Linked DNA regions of Sus scrofa: region 2 is linked to region 1. The links are chromatin contacts, called in public promoter capture Hi-C maps. All regions are on one chromosome and are shown on one strand. The core of a region is the stretch at or near the end of the contact, and the rest is flanking DNA. Distances in the headings are between cores, read along the strand shown. Region 1 holds the start of SLC7A5 (a long non-coding RNA gene). Region 2 holds the start of MAP1LC3B (microtubule associated protein 1 light chain 3 beta).

Region 1 (6,031 bases), core at 1,377-3,876:
AGCCAAGCACAGTTGCGATGAACAGAGAGCCGCCGTCCTGGGCCAGCCCAGAGGACAGAAGCCATCAAGCAGCCACACCGGAGCTTGGCTCCAGCACCCAGCACACGCGGGCTGCTGGCTGGGGGTACAGAGGACCCCTTCTCCTCTCAGAGGTTCTAGAACCCAGTCTGTGTGCAAGAAACAACACTCAGAAACTCCCATGGCTTTGCACTGCCTTCTCCGTGGCCCCCAAGGGCAGGCCCCCTCCCTGGACCTTTCTCTGTGCCCAAGGGAGAGCAGCTGTTCCGGCCATGTGCCCCCCACCCCACGCCAGACCCCGTACAAGTGCTCAGTCTTGCAGACAGCATCGCCCTTGTTACCGAAAATCTTCCCCTCAGGAGAAGCAACGCACACACACAGACACGTGGGGTTTCAGAGGAAAAGAGCTCCACAGGCTCAAGAGGACAGGAAGAATGTCACCCAGGGTCCCACCACAAGGGCTGCCATTCACGTGACCTCCCCGCTGGAGGCAGAGTGCTGGGCAGGATGTACCCCCTGCAGCCCCTGCAGAATTCTTCCGAGGCTTTACCTGCTTAAACTCAAAGTTTTTGTAAGTACAGGATCCATTTTTCGAGACTAGAGAGCTGGCCCTGTAAGCACAGTGTTAGGTCGAGATCCTCCAGGCTGAGACTTTAAATCGGACCTAGCAAGGACAAACATGGGAGTGACACAGATCAAGCCAGAGGGGCTTTCTCGGACTCAGCCCAAAGCATCCTCTCAAAAGCCCTCCAGACGTCTCAGGTTCCCCAGTCCTCAGGCAGATCGCCTATAGCCACGGCTATTCCTAGACGTGGCCCAAAGGTTTTTCTAAGTGGAATCCTCATTTCTGAGAGGCCTCAAAAGGCAAAATGTGCCCTCCCTGGTGTGGCTGCCACCAGGGTCTCAGGCCTCCTGGGGTCACCACTTTCCGGAGTGTGCCTCAGAGCTCTGGGACACCCCCGTCCCCCCAACTGCCCTGTCCCCAGCAACACGCTGAACTTATGCTCCAGAGCCCCAACAGTACCAGGAGCTGCTCCAACTGATTACACTGTCCCGTGTCTCGATCCGGAAACCACACACCAGCCCTGCCAGCACCACCAAGCTTGGGGCAGAGCCTCAAAGCGGGTGGCAGCTCTGAAAGCAGGACACTTCCACCTTGCAAGCAAGTTGGCGGAGGGGTAGGGGCAAAACTGCCAGAGGCCCCCAAACAAAGAAAAGATAAGGAAATCACATGTCTTTTAGTACAAAAGATTTTCTTCCCTGAAATCCCATGAGAAGACAGCCCACCAGCATTCTGGGACCTTACCCACCAACGTTAGGGCTACACCTGATGGCTGCTTTCGGCCCAACCTGGGACCCCAAACCTAGCCCCCCACCACCCACATGTAAGCTGCAGCCAAGCACCCCTCCTCCACCAGTCACTAGGCAACCTTCAGGAGACTCCACGGTGCTGCCTAAACGTGCAGCTCATTCACTGCCCACACAGAATTTTATTACTATTGGTTTTTGTATGAGTCAGCCTTTCTTGATAAGCTGGTTTGAATGCTTTTTTAAAAAAAACTACGACCGCTCTAGACAAACAGTAAGCATTTGGGAACTCAGACAGGAAATTCGCTTTTCAGACGCTCCACGTGGGTGCCTTGCAATCAGACAGGGTATTACTCCGCTCCAAGGCCTCTGACGGACTAAGCCGAGTTACGGCCAGAGGCGCGAGGCGGGGACCTACTGGCTCTCTCTGCGGAATTCCAGGCGAGGTGGAGACGAATGAATGAAACGCACGTGGGTTCTGGGCCCAGGGCCCTTAGGTCTAAAACTGCGGGGTCGGCCTGGAACAGGGGATGGGGGGGATGGCCGGAGGCGGCCTGGGGATGGTCCAGGAGTGCGGGGACAGCGGGGACGCGGGCGCGCGGCGATCTCGGCTCCCCCTCCCCGCGTCCCCAGGTTCCCCCCGCCGGTACTCACGCACGCATAGGCAGGCCACGAGCTTGGCGGCCTCCTCCGGCACCGGGCAGGTGGGGAAGAGCGGCTTGAGCAGGTAGGTGGCGAAGACGAGCGCCACGATGTACTGCGAGGAGGGCCGGATGATGAGCAGCTCGATCCAGAGCTTGAGAAAGGCGGGCAGCGAGCCGTACACTTCGAGCATGTAGGCGTAGTCGCCGCCAGACTTGGTGATGGTGGTGCCCAGCTCGGCGTAGCAGAGCGCGCCCACGATGGAGAAGACGCCGCAAACGGCCCACACCACCAGCGCCAGCCCGGGCGAGCCCGCCTCCTTGAGCACGCCGGTGGGCGTCACGAAGATGCCCGAGCCGATGATGGTGCCCACGATGATAGCCACGCCGTTGAGCAGGGTGATGTTGCGCTGCAGGGTCACGCCCTCACCCTCCGCCGGCCGCGCGGCCAGCATCCGCTCCCGCGCCTGGCGCTCCTCCTCTGTGGCCGCCGCGGGAGCCGCCGGCGGGCGCCGCTTCAGGCCGGGGCCCGCCATGCTGCCGCGCGAGCCAGGCAGGGCGAGGGCGGGGCCGGGGCTGGGGCTGGGGCCGGACACCGGGAGCGCGCCGCCCACTGGAGACAGCCGGTTCCCACGGCGCTGCCGCCAAGCCGCTGCGTCAGCCCGTGCTGCGCCGCCGCCCTTTATACGCCGCCGCCGGCCCCGCCCCGCCCGCCAGGCCCCGCCCCAAGCCCCGCCTGCGCGGCGCGCCCCGCCCCTCGCCTCCAGCCGCCCTGCCCGCGGTCGGTCGGCCGGCTCGGTGGTTCAGTCCCGCAGGTGGAGCGTGCAGACTCTGTCCGGCCGCGGCTGGCTCGCGATCTGGGCCCCAAGTGCTCCCCGGAGGCCTCGGCCGGTTCCCCGTGTGGAGCGCGCCGACCGCGTGCAGCCAAGCGTGGCGGGCCGTCCCGGTCCCGCGCGGTCCCGGGAGACCCAGGCCGGTGCCCCACACGTGGAGAGCCCCGGCCGCGTCCCCGAACCTGGCGGACGCGGATGGTCCTGGCCCCGCGGTGTACCGGAGGACCCCAGCCCGGCTCCTCGCAAGTGGAGCGTGCTGACCGCGTCCCACCGAGCCTGGCGGACGGGTACCCGCAGCGCTTCGTGCACGTGGAGGGCCAGGCACCTTGCCCTCCTCACCGGCTCCCTCAGTGGCCCAGAGCAAGCACCCAGGGACCTCGATGCTGCAGTGTGGGCCTGGGCGATAAGGCAGGGCCAACCTGAGGCCACAGCACAGGATGGGTGGGATTTGGGGAGGCTCTGGGGCTCAGAGAAGACCTGCCTGCCCCCTGGAGTGTGCCCAGGCCCGGTGTGGCTCTGGCTTCCTGTTCCTGAGGTGATAGGATCTGCTCATCCTAGGGGCTTGGGCGCTATGAAAATGATCAGAACTGAGCGGGAGCCCCTGGAGGAAGCTCCAGGTTGGGCCTGGGGTCCTGAACTCAGAGAAGGGGGAAGCGCTGGAGGCCTCATGGGAGCTCATTCCTGGGCTCCGAAATTCCCATGTTTATCCCAAGGGAAACCTCCTTGCCAAAGAGCAGCATCCAGGGCGCGGCTTGGAGAAACAGCGACAGAGGTGCTGGAAAACCAGGAATCTGCAGAAGCTTAGCTAAATTGATAAAGCAGGGATTCCCTGGAGGAGCACGGTGAGAACCCCTCCCCCACATCTAGCTGGAATATCCAAAGGTAGGCTGCAAGATGAAGGGGCTCTAGCCTTATTCTTTCTTTCTTTTTTTTTTTTTTTTTTTTTGGTCTTTTCTGTCTTTTTAGGGCCCCACCCACAGCATATGGAGGTTCCCAGGCTAGGCGTCTAATTGGAGCTATAGCTGCCATCCTATACCACAGGCACAGCAACGCCAGATCCGAGCCACGTCTGCGACCTACTCCACAACTCATGGCAACGCCAGATCCTTAACCCACTGAGCGAGGCTACAGATCAAACCTGCAACCCCATGGTTCCTAGTCGGATTCGTTTCCGCTGCGCCACGACGGGAACTCCTTGAGCCGTATTCTTAAAGAACTCCAGATTTCTGGATAGGAAGTGTGGCCAGGTACTAGTGGTCAGAATCAGAAGAGGACGTGCAGGAAACCCAATCATTTCCGGCTTAGAAGCAGGAAAGGATGAGAAATACTTGCTGATTGGCATTCCCGTCGTGGTTCAGTGGTTAACAAACCAGACTAGCATCCATAAGGATGCGGGTTAGATCCCTGGCCTCGCTCAGTGGGTTAAGGAGCTGGCGTTGCCATGAGCTGTGGTGTAGGTCGCAGACACGACTTGGATCCCGAGTTACTGTGGCTGTGATGTAGGCTGGCAACTACAGCTTTGATTGGACCCCTAGCCTGGGAACCTCCACAGGTGTGGCCCTAAAAAGACCAAAAAAAAAAGAAGAAGAAGAAAGAAAGAAATACTTGTGGATTAAGCTGACATGCACACAGGGAAAGAATTTAGAGTCCCATCTCAGGGGAGTTTAGCCAGGGTGAGCCATTAGTGTTGCTAGTTTGTTTTGGCTGTGCCCGTGGCATGAAGAAGTTCCTAGGCCAGGGATCGAACCCCCACCACAGCAGTAACCAGAGCCACAGCGGTGACAACGCTGGGTCCTTAACCCCCTGAGCCCCCGGGGGCTCCCAGGGCATGTCATTTGGACTTTCCACATCCCACCAGTCAAACCCGGCCCCCCCAACATGCCAGCCCTTCATCTGTGACGGTCCAGTCCAATGACCTGTCCATCACACAAATACTAACTTGCAAGATGTCTAAGTTGGTGGCTCCGGGGGGGAATCAAAAGTCATCTCTCTGCTCTTGTTCTCCCGCTATCTTTTCAGAGGATGCCGCTTGGCGGGAGGCCAGAAGACCAAGGGCTGAGCGGACTTCCTGAGCCTTTATCAGGCGCTGTGCTGAGCCCCGGGTGTGCACATTCTTATTTAATGGAGGAAGTGCCACTTTCTTTGTCGACGAGGATGTGGAGGCTTGGCAGAGCAAGGGACCTTGTTTGACCAGGAGGTGGGCTGCAGCCCCATCCTTCAGGGCCTGAACTCAGCTGGTGTACTTCCCGTCCTGCGGCACCCACCCCTTGCTGTTTCTTTACCTCTAGGCCGTTCAACAGCTAAGACTTGACCGTCTCAGCATGCACTTCAGTTTCACGTGGAAGGCGGTTAGTTGGCCATGCTCTCGGGGAGGGTCCCAAACTCCTCCACCTGGTGTTCCTGCCGCTGACACCTGCAGGTCGTCCCCTGTGCAGGCCCCTGCACTGGCTCCAGGCCCATGACAGCAAGTGCCTCCTCTAGACGCCAGAGATGCAGTCAAGAATTGCATATGAGAGCGTGAAATTAACAACCCTGATAGGCCAGAGAAGCAGGGCAAGGAAGCGGGCCAGTCCCATCCAGCTTCCCTGGAGTACCACTAACAAGGGCGGCGGAGGACGGAACGGGATGTGCCTCCTGTGGGGGCTCCTGGGAAGCCGTGCCAGACGGAATATCGGGAGGGTGAGGACACCCCAGGGGCATTTCTACCGTCCCACGGCAGTTACGCCATCACTGTCAGTTTCTACTTAGTTTTCATGAGACCACCCTAGATTTCCAATGGCAAACTTGCCTTGGGAGACGTATATATAATAAAACATATGTTTGTCTCAGACCTGCCTAGTGCAAGTGGAAGAAAACCCTTACCCAGAACTCAACTCTAAAAAAACCAAAAAAACAAAAAAGCACAAACTTAGCAAAGAGCGCCATCTACTGGTGAGATGACAAAAAGGAGCTCTGAGTCCAAGGGCGACTCAACCAGCTCACTCAGCTCCTTCCAGGGACAGCCAGAGACGACCAGCACTGTGTTGTCTGCTCCCACCAGAGTTGGTGGAGAAGCTGGGAATTTCTACAGGGGAAGCTTTGGAGTTTCTGCGAAAGGCTTAAAGCCATGTGGTGCATCTGACCAGTGTTCCATTTCTAGAAATTGCTCTAAGGCAGTAAAGGACGTGCTCGGTTTGGGCTACATGGTTGTTTGCTGTAGTCTTAAAAAACGCCGAAGGTAATATTGGAAAT
Region 2 (6,031 bases), core at 2,292-4,791, 400 kb before region 1:
AGCACACTGGTTTTCAAAATTTACATGAAGTTGCAGTACTTTTTTTTTTTTTTTTTGGCTCCACCCACGGCATGTGGAAGTTCCCAAGTCAGGGATGGAACCCTTACCGCAGTTGCAATCTGTACCACAGATGCGGCAACACTGGATTCTTAACCTACTGCGCCACAGGGGAACTTCCACGGCCACAGTCCTTATTAACACTTATTTGCACATGAATATAAATTAGTAAACATTAAACACTGTTTACATATTGCTTATTTCAACACGTTGTTCCTACATGCTCATGAGATACCATTTATACCCCAAGTACTTTGGATGATTTTCTGAGAAAACTGTAGGGATGTGTGTTTTTAGATTCAAGTAGGAATTTAAAGAGTACAGCCGTCACTGTAAGTGTAGACTTTAGCGCTTGAAATTCCAAAGAGTAATCCTGTCCCATCACTAATCGCAGCCCTTGAGGTCATCCCTGGGGCAGGGAACCCAAGGCCTGAGATAATTGGGTAAAGCTGTATGGATGCCGAAGGGACTAGAAAAATACGAAACTCTCCCTCCCCTCTCCCCACACCCATATGCCTGATATCGATTTTTTGTCACTCTTTTTGCATTTGGAACAGTTTTCCAGCAAGAGAACAAAAAGTCCATTTCTTACAAAGTAGCAATCAAGCCAAAAAAGCACTCACCAGTCAATATTTAATATCATAAAAACTCGGAAAAGAAAAGCAACACACAGTCCACACTCTCATTGAAGACTTCACAGCGGATCATTTTGTGTTCTGGAAGAAGGAAGGTACACTTACTGGATCCTGTTCCCCGCCCCCCAAGCCAATCTTCACAGAATAGACACAAAACAAAAAGGATTGTACACTTGGAGCTTAAAATCTTCCTTTGGAACTCTGAAAAAAAGATGGACTGTTTTGAATCTTCATTAACTGTATACTATCATATTTTCAGGGTAAAGAACTGTGACAGAAAGAGGAAAAAAAAAAAAACCTGGGAAAGTGACATATGCACAACTGTTCTTTTGACAATGGTGGCAAAGAGCTACAATTAACACCATTGTTCTGGCAGTGGGGATAATTATACAAGGGCTACAGCATACTTGGTTTCTCTATAAAGAAAGAAATTCCAGCTGCATTGAAACCACTTCGAGAAATACATTTTAGTATGTTTATATAATAAATGTATATTAGCACAATCCAATTACTATATCAAACAGGTATTACTAGAAAGGCGTTTACAAATTCAAAGAGGTTAAAATACTTTCAAAACATTAGATATTAAAAGTTCCTGATGTGGCACAGCATGTTAATGATCTGGTGTTGTCTCTGTGGTGGCGCTGGTTTGATTCCTGGATTCGATCCCTGGCCCAGGAACTTCCATTTGCCATGAGTGTGGCCAATAAAGAAAAAGAAGAAGTATTAAGTGTTCATGAAAGACATTTTTAGGAGTTTCCGTAGAGGCGCAGTGGAAATGAATCCAACTAGGAACCATGAGGTTGTGGGTTCCATCCCTGGCCTGGCTCAATGGGTTAAGGATCTGGCGTTGCGGTGAGCTGTGGTGTAGGCCGGCAGCCACAGCTCGGATTAGACCCCAGCCTGGGAACCTCCATATGCCTCGGGTGTGGCCCTAAAAAGGACAAAAGACAAAAAAAAAAAAAAGCACCAGAAAACAAAAAAACATTTTAACATATTGAGATATAGGGAAGTCATTCTGGCTTATGTATGAGTTAAGTCTATACCAACTAATATCGGCCGTTTGTGGCCTGGCAAACACACATTGTACATCTGCTTTAATTATTAAAGAAAAGGGTACATTGACCGGAAATAAAGAATGTCCATGTTAAAAACAAAGATTAAATGGGAGTTCCCGTTGTGGCTCAGTGGCAACAAATCCAACTAGGATCCATGAGGATACAGGTTCCATCCCTGGCCTTGCTCAGTGGGTTGGGTATCCAGCATCACCTCGAGCTGTGGTGTAGGTCACAGATGCAGCTCAGATCCCACGTTGCTGTGGCTGCGGTGTAGGCCAGCAGCTGTAGCTCTGATTCAACCCCTAGCCTGAGAATGTTCATATACCATGGGTACAGCCCTAAGAAGCAAAAAAAAAAAAAAAAAAAGAATATAAAAAATAAGGATTAAATGCTTCTTCTTCTGGGACACCAAGGCTGGTCTTCCTTTGATAATGAGTCCCTTCCCAGGTTCGAGACTATGCTGACTTGCTGTGTATATGCTCGAATGTTCTTTTTTAGAAACCCTGACTTGTTTAATGTTCTTTGTGCAGGCAAGATAAAAAACTACGCTAAAACCCTGCTTCTCTGGAGCAGCTCCTCAGAGTAATCTGGGAAGCAGGCTTCTGGGCTAGTCCTCAGTTTGGGTCAAATAAAAGTTTTTTTCTATTCTTACTATTTATTGTTCATTGATTAATTTCATTGGCAATATTAAAGAGCAAAAACAGCGAAAGAATAAAGTGATGTTCATAGATACATATTTATCAGATGTTTGAGATGGGCAATAACAATTTCATAACTAAATATTGATAGTCATCTATATTTTATCACGCCACTTTCATTAGCTTCTTAGAAAACACTTGGGAGTTTTAAAAATATTGTTGCCCTTTTGCAAATGACGCTGAGACCCAGGAAATGGTTACTTATTCAAGGTAACTGGGAAATCGTCCTTCAATACAACACAGGTGAGGAGTTCCTGCCGTGGCGCAGTGGTTAACGAATCCGACTAGGAACCATGAGGTTGCGGGTTCGATCCCTGGCTTTGCTCCGTGGGTTAAGGATTCGGCATTGCTGTGACCTGCGGTGTAGGTCGCAGACGCGGCTCTGGATCCCGGGTTGCTGTGGCTGTGGTGTAGGCCGGCGGCTACAGCTCCGATTGGACCCCTAGCCTGGGGACCTCCATATGCCGCAGGAGCCGCCCAAAAAATGGCAAAAAGACAAAAAAAAAAAAAGCCACAGAGGTGAGTGAAAGGCAATGAACGTTGCCTGGTCAGTGCAGGTGCTGCCAATGGCTTACTTACTTGACAACAGAAATCCCAGCGCTCTGGGGCATCCAGAAATCACAGGCTCCAAGGCCGGACTCCACTGACCATAACCTGAAATAATGCCGCTGTGGTTCTTTTCGTAGTTGGAACAATGTGTCTTTAAGTGGACAGTTTCCTTTAAGAAGAAAAGAAAACTGCGATGTGCTTGATGAGGAAAGCCAGCGGCAAAGAAAGAACCAGCAGCTCCTAGACATGAGCTCTCAAGAGGCAGGGGCACAACGCTCCCTTATTTTCAGGGGGAGACATTTTTCTCGACAGTGATCCCCGCAGGAACAGAAGAAGGGCCAACACCGCGCGTGTTCGCGGCGCGCGCGTCCGTCCCCGCTCCCATGGCCAGCGCGTACGCATGCGCACGGGACGCTCCCCACCGCGCCCGCGCCTCGCCCCTTCCCCAGGCGACTCGCGGGGCCCCCTTCCGCCACACCCGCCATGGCGGCGGCGTCGGCCCGCCCCTTGCCCCGCCTCCCGGGACGCCGCGCGGGTCACCTGACGCGGCTACGGGCTGAGGAGACACAAGAGAAGCTGCTGTCGCCAGTGTCGGAGCCGCCACCGCTGCCACCGCCTCTTGGAATCGCAGGATACTCCGCTTCGCCGCCGCCCAGCCTGCCGCGACATGCCGTCCGAGAAAACCTTCAAACAGCGCCGAACCTTCGGTGGGTGCCGCGGGCCGGCCGCCGACAGAAGGCCGGGGGCTGGGGGGGCTCCGGAGGCGGAGACCGGCCGAGGGCTGCCGGGCCTCGGGGCGCTGGGGGGCCGAAGCGGGCGCCGAGCGTTGCGGGGCTGAGGCGGGGACGGCCGGAGGGCCCGGCCTGGGGGCCGAGGAGCGGCGGGGCGGCGGGGCCCGGGGCCCGGGGCCGAGGGCGCCGAGACGCGGCGCTGCTGAATCACCTCTTGGCCCCGGGCAGCCTGTGACACGCACCCACTTGGGCCCTCCGGCCCTTGACGGCCCCTACGACCAGGCCGCGCCGTGCCCGGGAGGGTCGTCTTGTGGGGGCGGCTGGCCCGGGCCCCGGCTGGCGCCCGTACTCTGAAGTGGTGGCACCGAGTGTGCAAGGAAGTCGTCTCCTGCTGAGCCGCCCCTCAGGTGAGGGTCGCGCGTGGAACCTGAGCACATTGGGCCTCGGCGGAGAGGAGCGACTCCGAGGCCGCCGTCCTCGCGCCCGCCCCTTCCCGGGCAGCCCCGACTGGATCCTGTTTGGGGCACCCGGGCCAGGGTGGGTGGCTTTTCTACCTGGCCCGCGACAGACAGCATTCTGTGACACCGCAGCGAAGCGGTTCTCTCCCGGTTCGGGTAGAATCGCCACTTAGGTTACAGGCCCTCGATGGACACTGAAAGTAGCAGTGCCATCGCAGTATTTACTCCTGCGCACAGAGCCATGGGAAGGAAGTGATGGGTAGTCATACCCGTGCAATGCTTACTCCTCCTTTTAAGCACGTGGGGTCAGTTCTGCAATAACACCGCGGCGTCCCTGGATGTCCATGTGTGGGGCTTGTTTGTCGCAGCTCTGGGAAGCCAGGTGGAGTCGGGCGGGACCAGCCTTCCTTCCTGCCTTGTCGCCGTGAGTTTCCTGCCCTAATCTAATCTGCTGTAGGATCTTGAGCAGCGATACTGCTCCTCTGCGACGGTCCACTTGCCCAGAGTCTCAAGAGCTGAGCGTTCCCTTGAGTTTGGAGATGGTTTTGTCGATCTCATTATTGATAACGAGATAATGATGGATAATGACTTCATTTCTTGTGCCTGAGAAGCTCCAGTAAATGAGATTCACCACGACCTGCACCTGCCCAGGGTAGCCTTTCAGCCTCTTGAGGCAGTTGATTGGTTACAAGGCTGAGACAGGTTGTGTTGTTTTTTGTTTTTTTGAAGAAATTTTCTCTTTAGTGACTTTCGCCAACTAAGCAGACATTCGTGAATATTATTTTTTGTGCAGTCCTGAAGGCACCACTTGGAGTAGATTTGCCATCGTATCTGGCTTCCTTCCTCACTGACACTGGCATTGAAAGTTAACTGGGGACATTAGTATGGGGAAGATGCCCATTGTGCATGGCTGAACCTCTAATTACCTTTTTTTTTTTTCTTCTTTTTTTGGCTACACCCACAGCATGTGCAAGTTCCTGGGCAGGGATTGAACCTCTACCACAGCTGTGGCAACACCAGATTCTTAACACCCAGCACCACAGGAGAAATTCCTGTAGTTCCTTTTTTTTGCTTAGCATATTTTTAGGCTATCTAGAAAAATCTCTGAAGAAGAGTGGGTAAGAAGAGTAGGAAAAGTGAGACTAACTAGAATTAAGAGTGAGAATGAGAATAAAATAATGAATTAGAAGGACTTCACCGGGAGCTGTAACCTCGAGGATCACCTGGCAGGAATGCCCTCTTTTTTTTTCCTCTGTTTGGGTATCTTACATATACTGTATTTGTGGGCTTCCCTCTTGGTTCACCTTTCCTCCCACCCCTCCTTTTTTTCCCCCTAGTTTTGTCTTTTCCCTTTTCCTACTCTGATGAAAATGACATTCATCGCTGTGAAAATTTAATGTATACAGCGTAGTGGTTTGGTTTACATGTGTTGAGAAATAACTACTATAATAGATTCAGCTAGCATCCATCTTCTCATAGATAAAATTAAAAAGGAAAATTTTCTTCTTGTGATGAACTCTAGGATTATCCCCCCCTCCCTTTTTTGATTGCCTGAAGAACTCCTGCCCCAGCCTTTTTTTTTTTTTTTGGTCTTTTTGCCTTTTCTAGGGCTGCACTCCGCAGCATGTGGAGGTTCTCAGGCTAGGGGTCTAATTGGAGCTGTAGCCACCGGCCTACATCAGAGCCAGAGCAATGCGGGATCCGGGGATCTGAGCCTCATCTGCGACCTACACCACAGCTCATGGCAACACCCAAATCCTTAACTCACTGATCAAGGCCAGGGATCGAACCCACAACCTCGTGGTTCGTAGTCGGATTTGTTAACCACTGCGCCATGAACTCCGC

What was found. Promoter capture Hi-C pulls out the DNA fragments that hold promoters and counts their contacts.
Region 2: a contact with region 1 is called in a promoter capture Hi-C map of fetal liver, with 3 times the contacts expected there. The contact joins the promoter of MAP1LC3B here to the promoter of SLC7A5 in region 1. A contact is called at or near these places in 1 of 5 promoter capture datasets (fetal liver) and 1 of 2 datasets of contacts at active chromatin or transcription factors (alveolar macrophages).

Annotation. Positions count from the first base shown.
Region 1 is chr6:1,542,535-1,548,565 of Sscrofa11.1, reverse strand. SLC7A5 (a long non-coding RNA gene) reads right to left here and starts at 2,626. Exons shown (of 10, transcript XR_002344446.1): 1 at 1,981-2,626.
Region 2 is chr6:1,938,579-1,944,609 of Sscrofa11.1, reverse strand. MAP1LC3B (microtubule associated protein 1 light chain 3 beta) reads left to right here and starts at 3,541. Exons shown (of 4, transcript NM_001190290.1): 1 at 3,541-3,704. The coding sequence starts at 3,665.